Linked DNA regions of Mus musculus: region 2 is linked to region 1. A link is a contact called in public HiChIP or PLAC-seq data. All regions are on one chromosome and are shown on one strand. The core of a region is the stretch at or near the end of the contact, and the rest is flanking DNA. Distances in the headings are between cores, read along the strand shown.

Region 1 (6,408 bases), core at 3,761-6,260:
AAGAGAAGAGAAGAGAAGAGAAGAGAAGAGAAGAGAAGAGAAGAGAAGAGAAAATTGCTCTTCAGAGTGTTTCTAAGGACTCAGTGTCTGGAACCTCCTAACCACAAATGCTGAGAGCAAGCCAGAGGAAATGTAAAGGGCCATATGGTGGGGTTGCTGAACCTTAGAAAACAATAAGCACTTTGGTGCTTTCTGAGATTATTGCCTTTGCTTCAAAGAAAAATACTATAATAAAGTTCCAATGGGCATGTTGAAAAGAAGGGCTAAAATAGGTTTAAAACCATCTATGAAAAGATGTATGCCTCTTGGAATCATCGAGTTTGCTTTCAACATTTCCTGTGAATAAGCTACTATGCAAATAAAAAGTATAAAAGGAGTACCTTGTCTCAATAAACCCACAGTTATTATGATTCACCTTCATGATTCAAGATCATGTCAGTCTCCTTCCCTGGCTAACTCCACACCTCCTCTTTGGGACATGCACCCCACTGGAGCGGGACTCCAGCAGTAATGCCCAGGAGACTTCCATGGTGTTGACTGTGGTCTGGATGTATTAAATAAACTGATTAATGTCTATAGAAACTCAAACTAAAATAACTGAAAAGGGTATGTCAAAAATTATTGTCCTCTCTGGCCCATCGATGGAGCACCAAGCACTGGCTTTCTTATATCTCACTCCCTCTGTAACACTTGCTTCTCCAACACTGCCTTGATATTCATGGTTCCACCAGCTAGTGACAACTATGTTCCCAATGGGCCAATCCATAAAGGACTAATTTCCCACTGATTTCTTCAAGTCATTCAGCCTTTCTCTCAAGGAGGAATATGTGGTTGCATTGCTCAATCTCTGGTTCCATAGAAGAGAAATTGTTCCTTTAAGATCCCATGTCTGGCAGCTGGGTTCATAAGGGTTCATATCCTGGTTTTTGTTTTTGTGTGTGTCTGTGTTTTTGTTTGTTTGTTTGTTTGTTTGGTAGGTTGGTTGTGTTTTTTCTTTTGTTTTGTTTGTTTTTTGTTTTGCTTTTAATATGATTTTAATTTAATGGGTTTACATCAATCAGTTTTCCTCCTTCCTTTTCTTCATCTGTCCAGCCCCTCCCAACTACCAAGATGTATTTATGTACATTGTTGTGTCTATTTTATTGGTAATGTGTATATGGTTTAAAGGCTAACCACCCTGCTTTAGACAACCACCAAGAGGCCTCATCTGTGGGAGAAGCTAAGTCTCCTCCTCTGAGCAGTCATTATTCACCTATAGTTCTTTGTCTAGGGGTAGAGTCCTGTGAAAATGTCTCCCTTTCACAATAACAAGTCCACTGGTCTTGCCATTGTTCTGGTGTCGCTGAGGTAGACATCTTTAGGAGAGGTAGATTTGTATCAGATGTCATGGTGTTCTGGCTCTTATGATCGTTCTGTCCCATTCCCATGATACTGCCTGAAATATAAATGCAGTAGTTGTAATGTAGTTATATCCATTGGGCCTGGGCTCCCCAGGATACATTGAGCTCTAGATTGTATCTAGTTGTGGTTTTCTGTGTTGGTCTCCACTTGCTGTGAAGAGAGGCTTCTTTGTGGATGAGTGTTAGCTACAGTAGCCTGTGGGTATAAGGAGAATATTTAGAATGTAGGGAAGATTTATGTTGGTGTACCAAAATGGCAGTTGTAGATTCCTTTCTACGGTCCATGACTTCACTAGCCTGAGACGCTGACTAGGTATCCAGTACCACAACAACTTACCTCCTTACAACAGGACATCCCTCCTGTTGAGTGGGCCTTAAGTATACCTATTGGTTGACAATGGCGTGTGACCACCACTTATTATACTTTAATAAATACATTGCCATGCTGGTAACTGTCATAGATAGGTGTTGCAGCTAGGTAGGAATGTTTAATTCCTGTCCTCCTTTGGCACTTTACATAGTACTCTTTAGAACCATGGAACCATGGAAACTAGACCACAGGAAAAAATTTTCAGGCCTGACCAAGTTTGAATCACCCAAGTCCTGTGTTCTAAGTGTAGCAAGTCTTCAGCAATGGGAACTTATCTTTGACCACTGACAGGCAATCAATGTTTGCATAATTAATATGTATTGTCTTGGAGGTCACTTTCTCATGTGCAGTGCTGGGCTTTTTGTTAGTCAGAGGTACACACACACACACAGAGAGAGAGAGAGAGAGAGAGGGAGAGAGAGAGAGAGAGAGAGAGAGAGAGAGAGAGAGAGAGAGAGAGAATAATTGTACAATTTTAGGTAAATAAAACATAATACTATTCCTAAAGGCTTTCTCAAACAACCTTTGTGTAATTTGGCCCTCATTACTCCTTCTATATTGACCTACCTCTCTCTTCTCCACTTGGAGCCATTTCTCTGTTCAATTTCCTACTTCATATTTACTGTGTTAGTCCATTCCCCTCTTCCAAGCTCCCCTCACTTCAGAGTCCCTTCATACTTTCTTGGTTTCTATGGTTACTCAATGTATGCTGTCTGATAGATCAAGATTGATGGAGGTGACTAGGACACACGAGCAGACAGGCACCTCCAGCATCAGATTGTCCTTTAATTAGAACAATGAAGAACACCAGTCTCTCCACAGGAGTGGAGACTTCCCACACGTGGTGCAGGGGAGTTTGTAAGGCAGAAAGGGGAGCTTTGAGAATGAACGATACCATCTGCACCTCCCCTGACATCCGAAAGTATAGACACCAGCAGAGGTTGGTATATTGATCTGATCAGACACTTTTGCACTTATTATCGTCAAGTGAAGTTTCCTGTTTGGAGTTTCTTGGCCCACCTGAGGCTTTTAGGTCCTGAGGCTTTAAAGCAAAGAACTACAGATGGGAGAGAGCATGTGGTGTTTGTCTTTCTGGGTCTGGATTACCTCACTCAATATCATATTTTCTAGGTCAATCCTTTTCTTTTTTCTTTTCTTTTCTTTTCTTTTCTCTTCTTTTCTTTTCTTTTCTCTTCTTTTCTTTGGTTTTTTTTTTGGGGGGGGGTGTTTGTTTGTTTTGTTTTTTGAGACAGGGTTTCTCTGTAAAGCCCTGGCTGTTCTGGAACTCACTTTGTAGACCAGGCTGGCTTCAAACTCAGAAATCTGCCTGCCTCTACCTCCCCCAAGTGCTGGGATTAAAGGAGTGTGCCACCACGCCCAGCAGTCAATCCATTTCTTTACAGAGAAATAATATGTCAAGGTGTATAACATATATATGTATTATTTATCTACTGAAGGACATTTAAATTGTTTTTATATCCTGGCTATTGAGAATAGGGTGGCAGTGAACATGGCTGAGCACATAACTTGAGTTTTTATATTTTGTCTCCAGATTGGTTTACTCTATTTGTAAGCATTTCCTTTGAGTTTTCTAAATGGTATACTGAGGTTTTCAATTCTATATTTATTTCAGCTGTGTTCTCTTCAATGTTCCTATTTGTTTATTACACTCAGTTTTAGAATCCTAAATTGTCTTCATTACTTCATTCAGATGTATATTTGTAGTTTTTTGGACATCACTCAATCATTTATTGTTATAATGTTGGGGTTAAATGAGGTAATAGCTCATGTCTTTTTAAATTTTTCTTGCATTACTTGAGAACACTTGTGAATGTTCTTTTAAATCCTATTTCCTGAGCTTCATCTAAGGTATTGATTTCAGCTCATTGATTGCTCCACTGTCATACACATAAGCCTTTGTTGCATGTGTCTGCTCCCATTTTAGTGGATGTACAATTAGCTCTATTCAACTCAGTTTGATTCTGTTAGTCCCACTTCAGGTGCCTACTGTGTTGCCTGATATTTTCTAGTGAATCAAGATAGTGTGCTGACAACAGACCATGGAAACAATCCCCCACAAGGCTGGTTCAGTGACCCACCAAGTTTGTTGGAGTTAGTCTAAGGAGCATGACTGAAAGGTTGCTTACACTTGACCATGGATGACTGAAGGCTCCCTGCATCTCTGAACAGGGTACCACAGCCTGGGTGAGAGCACACAGAAGCTACAAGCCTGCATTTCACTGTTCTATCTCACAGGCTGCTCAGCAACAGCTGACTTGGAATTTTCCTCTCCTAGTAATTCTGTATAACCTTGGTGTGGATCTTTTAAGTTTCAATAGTTCCTTGAACCTTGTAAATTTTGCTTATTTACTGTATCTTATCTATTAACTGTCTCCAAGCAGAAGTGAATAGCAATATAACAGTGAAGATTAATGCAACTGTTATCTATACTTCTATTAAGTTATTGCTGTATAAACAAAAATGATTTAACCATATAATAGAAGTAGACAATGAAAAAAGAATGAAAGTCTAACTCATGCTGTAGCATAGATAAGGCTTCGGAGCATTTTACTACATTATATATGTCAAATATCAAAAGGGCATGCATTATTTCATCTATACATAATATAGAAAGTAAAGGTAGCTTAGAGAGATTAAAAAGAGATTAGCATTGTCCTAGCATTGGGGGTTGTAAAAGGAAGCAAACTATGTCATATGTTAAAGGTGATGAGAATATCATGGCAAGTAATAGTGGTGATGCTTACAACTTTATGAATACGATAAAACAGTTGATATGTGTACTTTGTGTTTGATGGTATGTGAGTTATATATTATATGAACCATAACAGAGGTAAGGTAGAGAGGACATATCTGCAGAAGCACCTTCCATGTGGGTTAAGAGACAAATTCCAGGGCAAGGAATTTCCTTATACTTCAACCATGTCACAAGTAAAGTGACAGAATTGAAATGTGAGACTCCCTTTCTGAATTAATGTATTTTCACTAAATAATACAACCCAAGTTATCAACCAGGAATGAATCAAAAGGAGAAAATTGAGGAGGATCAGGAAAAGAAGAGATAAACAGAACCCTTGGGAAAATGAGGGGAATTTCCCAGAATCTACTTAAAGGGAGATGAAGCATAATGGTTTTATGGTTTTTCTTAGTCACAGCTGACCAATTGAGTCAAGTTCAGAGTGGGTGGATATTTAACCAAGGTTGGCATTTTCAGAGTGAGTGGAATAGTGTCTTGAGATTGTGTAAAAAGGCAGTTATTATGATGAATCATAGAATCTTAGAGAGATGACTACAGGAGCAAAGATGTGAGGAGGTTAATGGGCAGAAAATGTGGTGAGGTTAATGGGTTGTTGCTGGAAGGCTGAAAAATCACCGGAGTGGGAGTAGAAGGGAGACTGGGCTGGGAAGGTAGGAAGTGAGGATGGTCTGAAATTTGGATGCTGACATTTAGAGTCGGCAACTATTAGTAATGGCAATGGCTAGGTTTTATCTCAGAAGATGAATAGCTAATATACAGTGTAGCATAATGCGTTATATACAAGTAACTTGCAGGGACCAACACAGTACTATTAAATGCTTCTGCTAAAAATGATATGTGCTTGAGGTGAAAAATGGCCTTTTAGGTGTTGGTCCTTCTCTAAAAGGAGAAAGAGATGTTTACTACAAAATTCAGTAAATTGCTAAAGGTCCAAAGTCAAGGGGCTTGGGGAACATTAGTGAGATAGGTGAAGATACCCATGGAATCCATATTAAACCAGCCCTCACTTGTAAGATGAAATAGTCAAGTTCAGTAAGTGCCTGAGAGTCACAGACAAAGTGGGGAACTACCACTCTTTCTGGGAAGCAAGACCTAATTCTGTTATCCTTTCTGCCGCTGGGCACCACATGAGAACAAGCCTTGGAAGACAATCCAGGTCAGGGTGTGGGGCACTGGAACACATGTCCTCAGCATCATTTTGGTTTGATAATGAATTTTCAGAGTTAAATGGTTGGTATCACTGAAATGGTTTGATTTCTAAGATTCAGTGGATGAAATTGGAGAAGAATAACAGTATTCAGCTGAAGAGAGATTTATAGACCTAGTAGATTCTAAACATGGCATAGCTATCATAGCTAGTTTAACTTCAAGGATACCAGCTACTACCTCAGAAACTTCAAGGGAAAACAAGAGATTAATTTATTTCTGCATGTTGAAAATTAATGGAATAAAACTAAGAAAAAGTAAGAAGGTACAGTAAATAAAAACACATTTTGAAGAATTCTTATGACCAGTCATCCTAGAGTCATGAGTAGGTTTGCATTCATCTGGTCATGTGACCTGACACCATAACTAATTTTAGTTTTACCAGTCTGGGCTTGAATGCCAATTTTCTTATGTCAATAACACTGTTATTGTATTCAGGAGGCCGTACACTGTTAGCTACATGTCCAAAAGTTTAAAGATATGCTCTTATGTTTTAAACATTAGGTAGAAAAAGCAGTGTGTTCCATTATTCTGGGTTGTAAATGAGGCATATTATTGCTTTTCTAGCAAACTGAATGCTCTGCTTCTAAAGTGAAGTGTAATTATACTTCCCCAAGCAAAACACTGACTTGTTAGACCTTTATTTCTTTAGCCAT
Region 2 (6,525 bases), core at 2,154-4,653, 810 kb before region 1:
TCCAAAATAGAGCCTTAAATGATAACACAGAGGAGGCCAATTCCTAGCACGCCCCCCGCCCCCTCCCGCTTACTTTCTTCATTACTCATTACTAAGTTTTACCTTTCTGGATTACTTGTCTTGCTTTACGATTTAATACTTTTAATCTTCATTCTATGTCTACTTCATCTTTATATCATCTACCACTTATTCTTATAGGTGCACACAAAGTGTCTTCAACACATCCATGGGCAAAGTATAGTTTTATAGTGAGAATTGGATTGGTGTTTTGTTCAGGAATCAGCCTTGGAACATTTCTTGAGTAGTAGTAGTTCTTTTTGATTCCTGGCTTAGATTCTTTGTCTCAGGCTAGTATTCTATAGCATCGCAGTAGGAATTATCTTTCTGGTATACCATTAAAGCATAGAAAGCATACTAAATTTAAAGTCATATATGCCAATACTTAATTTAAAGTCATTGTAGCCTTGTCTTAATTCATGTGAGTGTGCACATATAACTTTTTAAAGATTTATTTCATTTGTATGAGTACATGGTCACTGTCTTTGGACACACCAGAAGAGGGCATCAGATTCCATTACAAAAGGATGTGAGCCACCATATCGTTGCTGGGAATTGAACTAAGGATCTGTGGAGGGGCAGTCAGTGCTCTTAACCTCTGAGCCATCTCTTTAGCCCAACATAATTTTTTATTAATTAAGAAGTAGCTTTTAGTTTGTCAGTTTTTAAAAAAATATCAATCACTATGTGGTAGGCACTGGTCTAATAATACAGAGACAAATAAACTGTATTCCAGATCTTCTAGAGTTTTAAAGGTTAAATCAAGTCTGGCATATTCTCTAAAGACTCCATTTTCAGTTCTACCACTTCCCAGAGCAAAACATCCTCCCTCTGAGGAGCAGGGCACCAGGAGTGGCCTGCTATTGTATCTAGGCTTAGTGATTCATGAAATGGATATTACTTTGTAAAGCACCTGTTGGAAGCAGGGTCAGTGAGTGATTCAGGTCAGATCTGAGAAACCTGACACCCAAGGAGTCGAGGACCATTAAAGTCTAGGGTGGCTCTTGATTTCCTGCCTCCGCTTGTGAGCCATCTCTTGGCTCAATTCTAAATAAAAATTCTTCTTATCCCAGAGAGGGGGAAACGGAGATTCAAAAGGTGAAGGGTGTGAAGAGGAGAGTCGTGCCAGGCATCAGAGCAGGGATTCCAACCTGGGTCTAGAAGAAACAAAAAATGAAACCAAAAAACAAAACCCAAAACTCAAACCAAGCACCATCCCCCTACCCCCACAGTTCACACTTCCCTTACTTGAGGTTTCCTGAGGGTGCATCACAGGAGAGGAATTAAGATCTACCGGGTCTGCCCCACCCATAAGTAGTCCTTTTCTAAGTCAACTGAGCAAATTTTCAGCCATGTTCTGAGCTTGGGTCAAAGCTGCAGCTAAAGATGACTACTAGAGAGATTTGGTTTCTTCCAGAAACTCAGGTCATGTGGAGAATGTTCAAGAGCTAGGAACATCATGTTTGATTATGCTGTTTCCTGTACTCATCCATTCATTTACTGAACAAGAAAATCATCTAACAGAATTGTACCAATTAATCAGTCGCCCCTCCCCCACCACAAGTTTTCCCCCACAGAGCCCAGAAAGCACTAGGAAACTTTTTTCTTTTTGTACACACTTTTAATTTTTCTCATACAGTATATTTTGATCATTTTTCCTCTCCCTAATTTTTCCCAGAACCTCCCTATCATTCAACTTCTTACCTCCCAAATCTTTTTAAAATACCACTCAAAAGCACAAAAATGAAACCTGGAACAAGCAAAAGATCAGTACAACAACAACAAAAATGTCAAAGTAAAACAAAAACTCCACAAACAACATAACCACAGAGTTCGTTTTTTTGTGTGTTAGCCAACTACTGGTGGGCCCAAGGACTGCCCTGGATTGTGGGTGATATAACCAGTGACACTCCATGGAAAAACTGATTGGGAAGCATGCCCCACATCTCAGGGACAAGCAATCCAATACTGTAGCTCCGTGTGTCTTCTAATTAATAAGTATGCTAGTGATGAAATTACTGTTATTGTCTTTGGCAGACACTGAAGTAAATTTCTTTTAATCTGGTAGGTTATAAATTTAGTATCAACCCTAGAAATAACACTCTATCAACCTGATACCTTATTTCACAATATAAGCCCCTGTATGACACTGTCAATCATTTTTTTAAATAGAGGTGTCTTAAACAGTTGTTCCTTGTTTTCAATACATAACTTAATAATCAAACTCAGGAAACTTACAAAGTGTAATATAGCGGTGAGTCCTTTAACAAAATCCATTCTTTGTGCCTGAGTTAATGAATGCTCATATTAATAAAGTCGTGAGCAATAGAAGCCAGAGCCTCCTGAAACCCCTGTAATTACTGTGGAGAAAAGTGAAACGATGTGCCTTGATTTCCAGCATCCAGACTTTTTGGAACAAGCTCATTTGGACAGGAGCCAAGAAATAAGTCTCGCTGCTGCAATTCTCCAAGGCTTTGTGCAAATAGCAATGGGCTGGAGGCAAGGAAGGTTAACTTGGAACATATTCTTTTTTTTTTTTTTTCTTTTTTCTTTCCCTGGGCTTCTTCATTAACTCCTACATCCTGCTATGAGAAAATTCGTTTTCAAGTGTCACATCTTTTAGCCGGTTTCCATACTTTCAGTATACATGAGGTAAAAGTAACACGTGGATAACCTTCCCTGACAGGCCCTTTTCATTTATGACTTGAGTTTGGGTTCCTACCCAGGCCTTCAGATTACATCCTCGCTCCGACCTACCGGACACTTATTTGAATACTCGGTCCACTCCCTGCTTCTCATCCTTGAACCAGAAACCTGGCTGTTCTGAGTGGCGAGGTCACACTTTTACCCCGTTAGTTTCTTGCACAAGCCTAATGCACAGAAACCCCGGAGTGTACCCACGGCGCCGTTCCGTGGCCACTAGGTTCCCGCCCCGCGCCACGCCGCCTCACAGCCAGATCCCCGGTTCCCGAGGGCGCACTGCCGCTTCCGGGAGGTCGTCCACGCTACTCCCCTGGCCGCCGGTCCCGCCCCGCTGGTAGCCCGCGCGTGCGCGCTTGGCCGCTGGAGCGCGCCCGGGCGCGCGCGCCGGAGGGGCGGGGCCGCGCCGCTCGCAGTTTGTCCCCGCCTCCGCCCCGCGGCGTTCCGTTGTCGCCCTGGCAACCCGAGAGCGGCAACGGCGGAGGCGCGGGAGTCCGGCGCCGCCTCTCGGCCGCCACGCGGTAGGCAGCGGCCACACGGCCCGCGCTGTCCCCGCCTCCCGGCCCGCCCTCGCCGGCCAGAGTGAGCGACCGCCAGTCCGCGGATCCCGGCCGCCGTCCGGGCGCGCGCAGCTAGCGGGCGCGACTATGCCAAGATGGTCCTGCAGGCGCGGAGCAAGCACCGGGACGCGGCTCCCAGGCCGCCCCGGTCGGCCCGCTCGTCGCCGCCGCCACTGAGCGGGGCATCCGAGGTGGACGCCGGGGAGCTGGGGTCGGAGCGCACGCCGCCGTCGCCGGGGCGCAGGGGCGCGGCGGGCAGGAAGGGACCCCGCGCAGGGACCGCCGCGCCCGCCCCGGACGGCCTCGCGGGCCGCCTGGCGGCCGGGCTGCACTGGGCGCTGGGCCTGCGGCGCGGGCGCGGCCGGACCTGGAGCACGCTGCTGCTAGGTGAGCCAGTTAGCAGCCCTCTCTGACTTTTCCCGGGACGCTCCTGCCTCCTCCCTACTCCTCCCCGCTCCTTCCGGGGCTCAGCTCCACACATCCTCTGCCCCGCGGTCCGCCCGGGCTTTTAAAAACATGGCCCCGAGATCAACAGCTGCTCGGCTGGCCGCGGGCGGGCTGGTCCGCGCCGAGGAGACTGGATTCTGCCTGCATCCACAGTCCACTCTTTACCCCTGGCCCAGCCGCTACTTCGGAGGATGGTTTGCTTGGTGATGCGAGCGATTCCTGGAGCTCGAAATACCCAGGTTTCCTGACTTAGAAAGTTGCCAAACTTATAATTAAATTTTAGCGTGCTTTTTCCCTTCTTGGCCGCAAACACTGAGGGTGGCACTTCGTGGTTCTGTCACTTTTCAGGCTGCGTCGTGTTTTGGATGCCCAAGCTTTAACCTTGCCTGCTGGCATCTCTTTACCTTCTTCCATGCACCAAATGGATGGGATGTAACTTGTGCCTAGAAGAAATAAAGTTGAGGCATTTACGTGTGGACTATCTTCTGGGTTCGTTTTCTGTGACTTTGTCGGATAAGGCAAGTTTATAGAAGTTGGATTAATAGGCCTAATTTTAACAAGCCCTTCATAAGGATTCTGTGATATTTTTGCCACGATGGGATTTAGTTGTTGAATTATGTAGTGATATTTTCTTACTATCTTTTCCCTGTTGCTTAATGACCTCTAAGAGTTTGGGGTGCTTGAAGTTTGGGGTTTAGACAGACAATACAGCAAAATCAGCCTTCCTGTGGGGCCAGCCTCTTCTGCAGCTGTATAGTTATTGAAAGCCAGTCATGGCTGTGTGTTTGTGGGTTCAAGAAGGCTGGCATCGTTACTAGGATTTTTTTTTTTTAAATACTTGGGTCAAGATTTGGCAAATTCATTATTTTCATCATTCCCTCCTTCAGCAGCTAGCTTGAGAACATGGCAAGTGTACAGGTTAAATCCACCTTGGGGAGGCAGCGTGGTACAGTGGCTGAGGTTGAAGGCACTCAGCACTGGTGCAGAGTGCTTGATTTTGGTTTAAGTCTCACTTTGAGGGCCTTCCTTCTGTGTTATATGGAGTTATCCCATGCCCTGCTTACCCAGGGATGTCCTGAAGAGCAATACCAACTCCTTGGGTGATGCATGTTTGTACCCAAAGCATTTTACAGCATCAGTTCCTATGTAAAAGCAAATGCATAATCCTGATTTCTGATCCCACGGCAGAAGAAAGCTCCAGCGTTTGTGAACGGCTAGTACAAACAGCAACTGTAGTAGAGTAAGGGATGACACTGTTTATTTTAGGGAGAGACAATAATAGATTTTAAAGGGTCCTGTTCTTTTCATGTTTTGTGGTACAGTTCCTTTGGGTTTGCTTATACTGGATGGCTTATATTTGGGTTTACTAATGCCCTTGCAGAAATACTGTTTTGTTCAATGCAGGTGGGCAGCATTTCTCTTGACTTGCTCTTTTTGACTTTGTGAGTGGAAGTACAGTGAATGTGGCAGGCCGTAGTCTTAGGTGTACCCTGGATAGAGGTCACCAAGGGTGGGAGTTAGGAGGAACACCACAGTCTCTGTCTTCTCGCTTGGCCATCTGCTGTGAGACCACACAGCACCTGGAGAGAATGAAGGCTCTGCTGAAGGATCAGGATCTGGTGTCCTTGGGTCAGTTCTGGCCCTGTACTCTCAAGGCCGGTATCCATAGTGATTTCTTTTGTACCACCATGTTGTGGAAGCTCAGAAAGCCACTGACCCTGCAGAGGGTCAGCAATTTCCATGTTTTTGTAGGCTGTGTAACTAACTACATTTCCTCCGATTGATTTCATCCCCCGGTGTGTGTGAGAGTTGCATCTCAGGGTGGAACTTTTAAAATAACTCCTTGGTCTTAACATGGTGAGAGGTTTTGCTAGTCACTTGTTGCTTGAATTACTTATAGCTGCTCAACTCTAAAAACTACATATTAAGCTGTGATAAAATGGCTTTATTCGTATTTTATAATAAATTTCCTAACTTGGAGTGCCATTACAGCAGCACATGTTAGAACTGGTTAGAGCTTTTCTTCATGTGTGCTGGGCACTGATAAGTCACTTGCCAATGTAGCTCTTCCATTGTTGGGCAGTGATGAGCATTACCTGTTTTAATAAGTACGTTTGATTTTCTTATATGTGAACATTGCTACTTACTTAATGGTGATGATTAAAGAGGCTCAAATTGTTTATTTTTAGTAGTTTCAGTTCACTTGCTCCCAGCTACAGGAGACAGTGGCGGAAGAAGAACCTTGAAAATGTTTTTCAAACTTTCCTGACCACAGAAAATAATATACATTGCCTCTAACCTGCTCCCACCATAGGAAGCTCATCTTAGCCCATAGATATGTCTGTATAGATTTCTGTGTTGAGGCAAGAAGCACTAATAATTGAGCTATCTTCAGAGGTAAGAACAAGGTTGAGAAACCTACAAAGGGTGTTAAGGCCGTGGACAGTAAGGCTCTACTACTGGAGAAGAGTGAGGTGTGGAGAACTGGCTCTGTCAAGATGTGTGCTCAGCTGCGCTTGAGGGAGCCCAAGAGGAGTTACACAGCCTTTCCACACTCTGGTCTCCTGCTTGTAGTGACCTTGGAGGCTACTGAAACAGGCTGTAGAGTCAACCTCCTGGGACTGGGGTCAAGGCCAAGAAATGATAGACAGTTATCAGCATGGTTCCAGTTCATATTGTCTTTCAATAAGTTCTTTTTTCTTCTTTCCCTCTGTGCTGGTTAATTTTAGCTGTCAATTTGACACTGCTTTAGAATTACCTG

What was found. HiChIP or PLAC-seq counts read pairs in DNA pulled down with a chosen protein or histone mark.
Region 2: a contact with region 1 is called in an H3K27ac HiChIP or PLAC-seq map of the NIH/3T3 cell line, with 13 times the contacts expected there. The contact joins the promoter of Dpy19l1 here to the enhancer-like site in region 1. A contact is called at or near these places in 3 of 39 promoter capture datasets (the 3T3-L1 cell line, cranial neural crest and hippocampal neurons), 2 of 484 Hi-C or Micro-C datasets (the C2C12 cell line and adipose-derived mesenchymal stem cells) and 8 of 115 datasets of contacts at active chromatin or transcription factors (the NIH/3T3 cell line, astrocytes, bone marrow-derived macrophages and 5 more).

What each region holds. Positions count from the first base shown.
Region 1 is chr9:23,693,318-23,699,725 of GRCm38.p6, reverse strand. No RefSeq gene overlaps it. Among named protein-coding and RNA genes, the nearest start is that of Gm39311, 120 kb to the right of the region's middle. Within about 2 kb of position 5,010, at least 32 of the 459 cell types and tissues checked have an H3K27ac peak or open chromatin away from gene starts, as enhancers often do. A contact at or near this core is called in the NIH/3T3 cell line, adipose-derived mesenchymal stem cells and pancreatic cancer cells, where this site is marked.
Region 2 is chr9:24,500,018-24,506,542 of GRCm38.p6, reverse strand. It overlaps Dpy19l1 (dpy-19-like 1 (C. elegans)), which reads left to right and starts at 3,403. Exons shown (of 23, transcript NM_001359948.1): 1 at 3,403-3,704. The coding sequence starts at 3,413. LOC115487153 (a long non-coding RNA gene) reads left to right here and starts at 4,010. Exons shown (of 2, transcript XR_003948106.1): 1 at 4,010-6,525.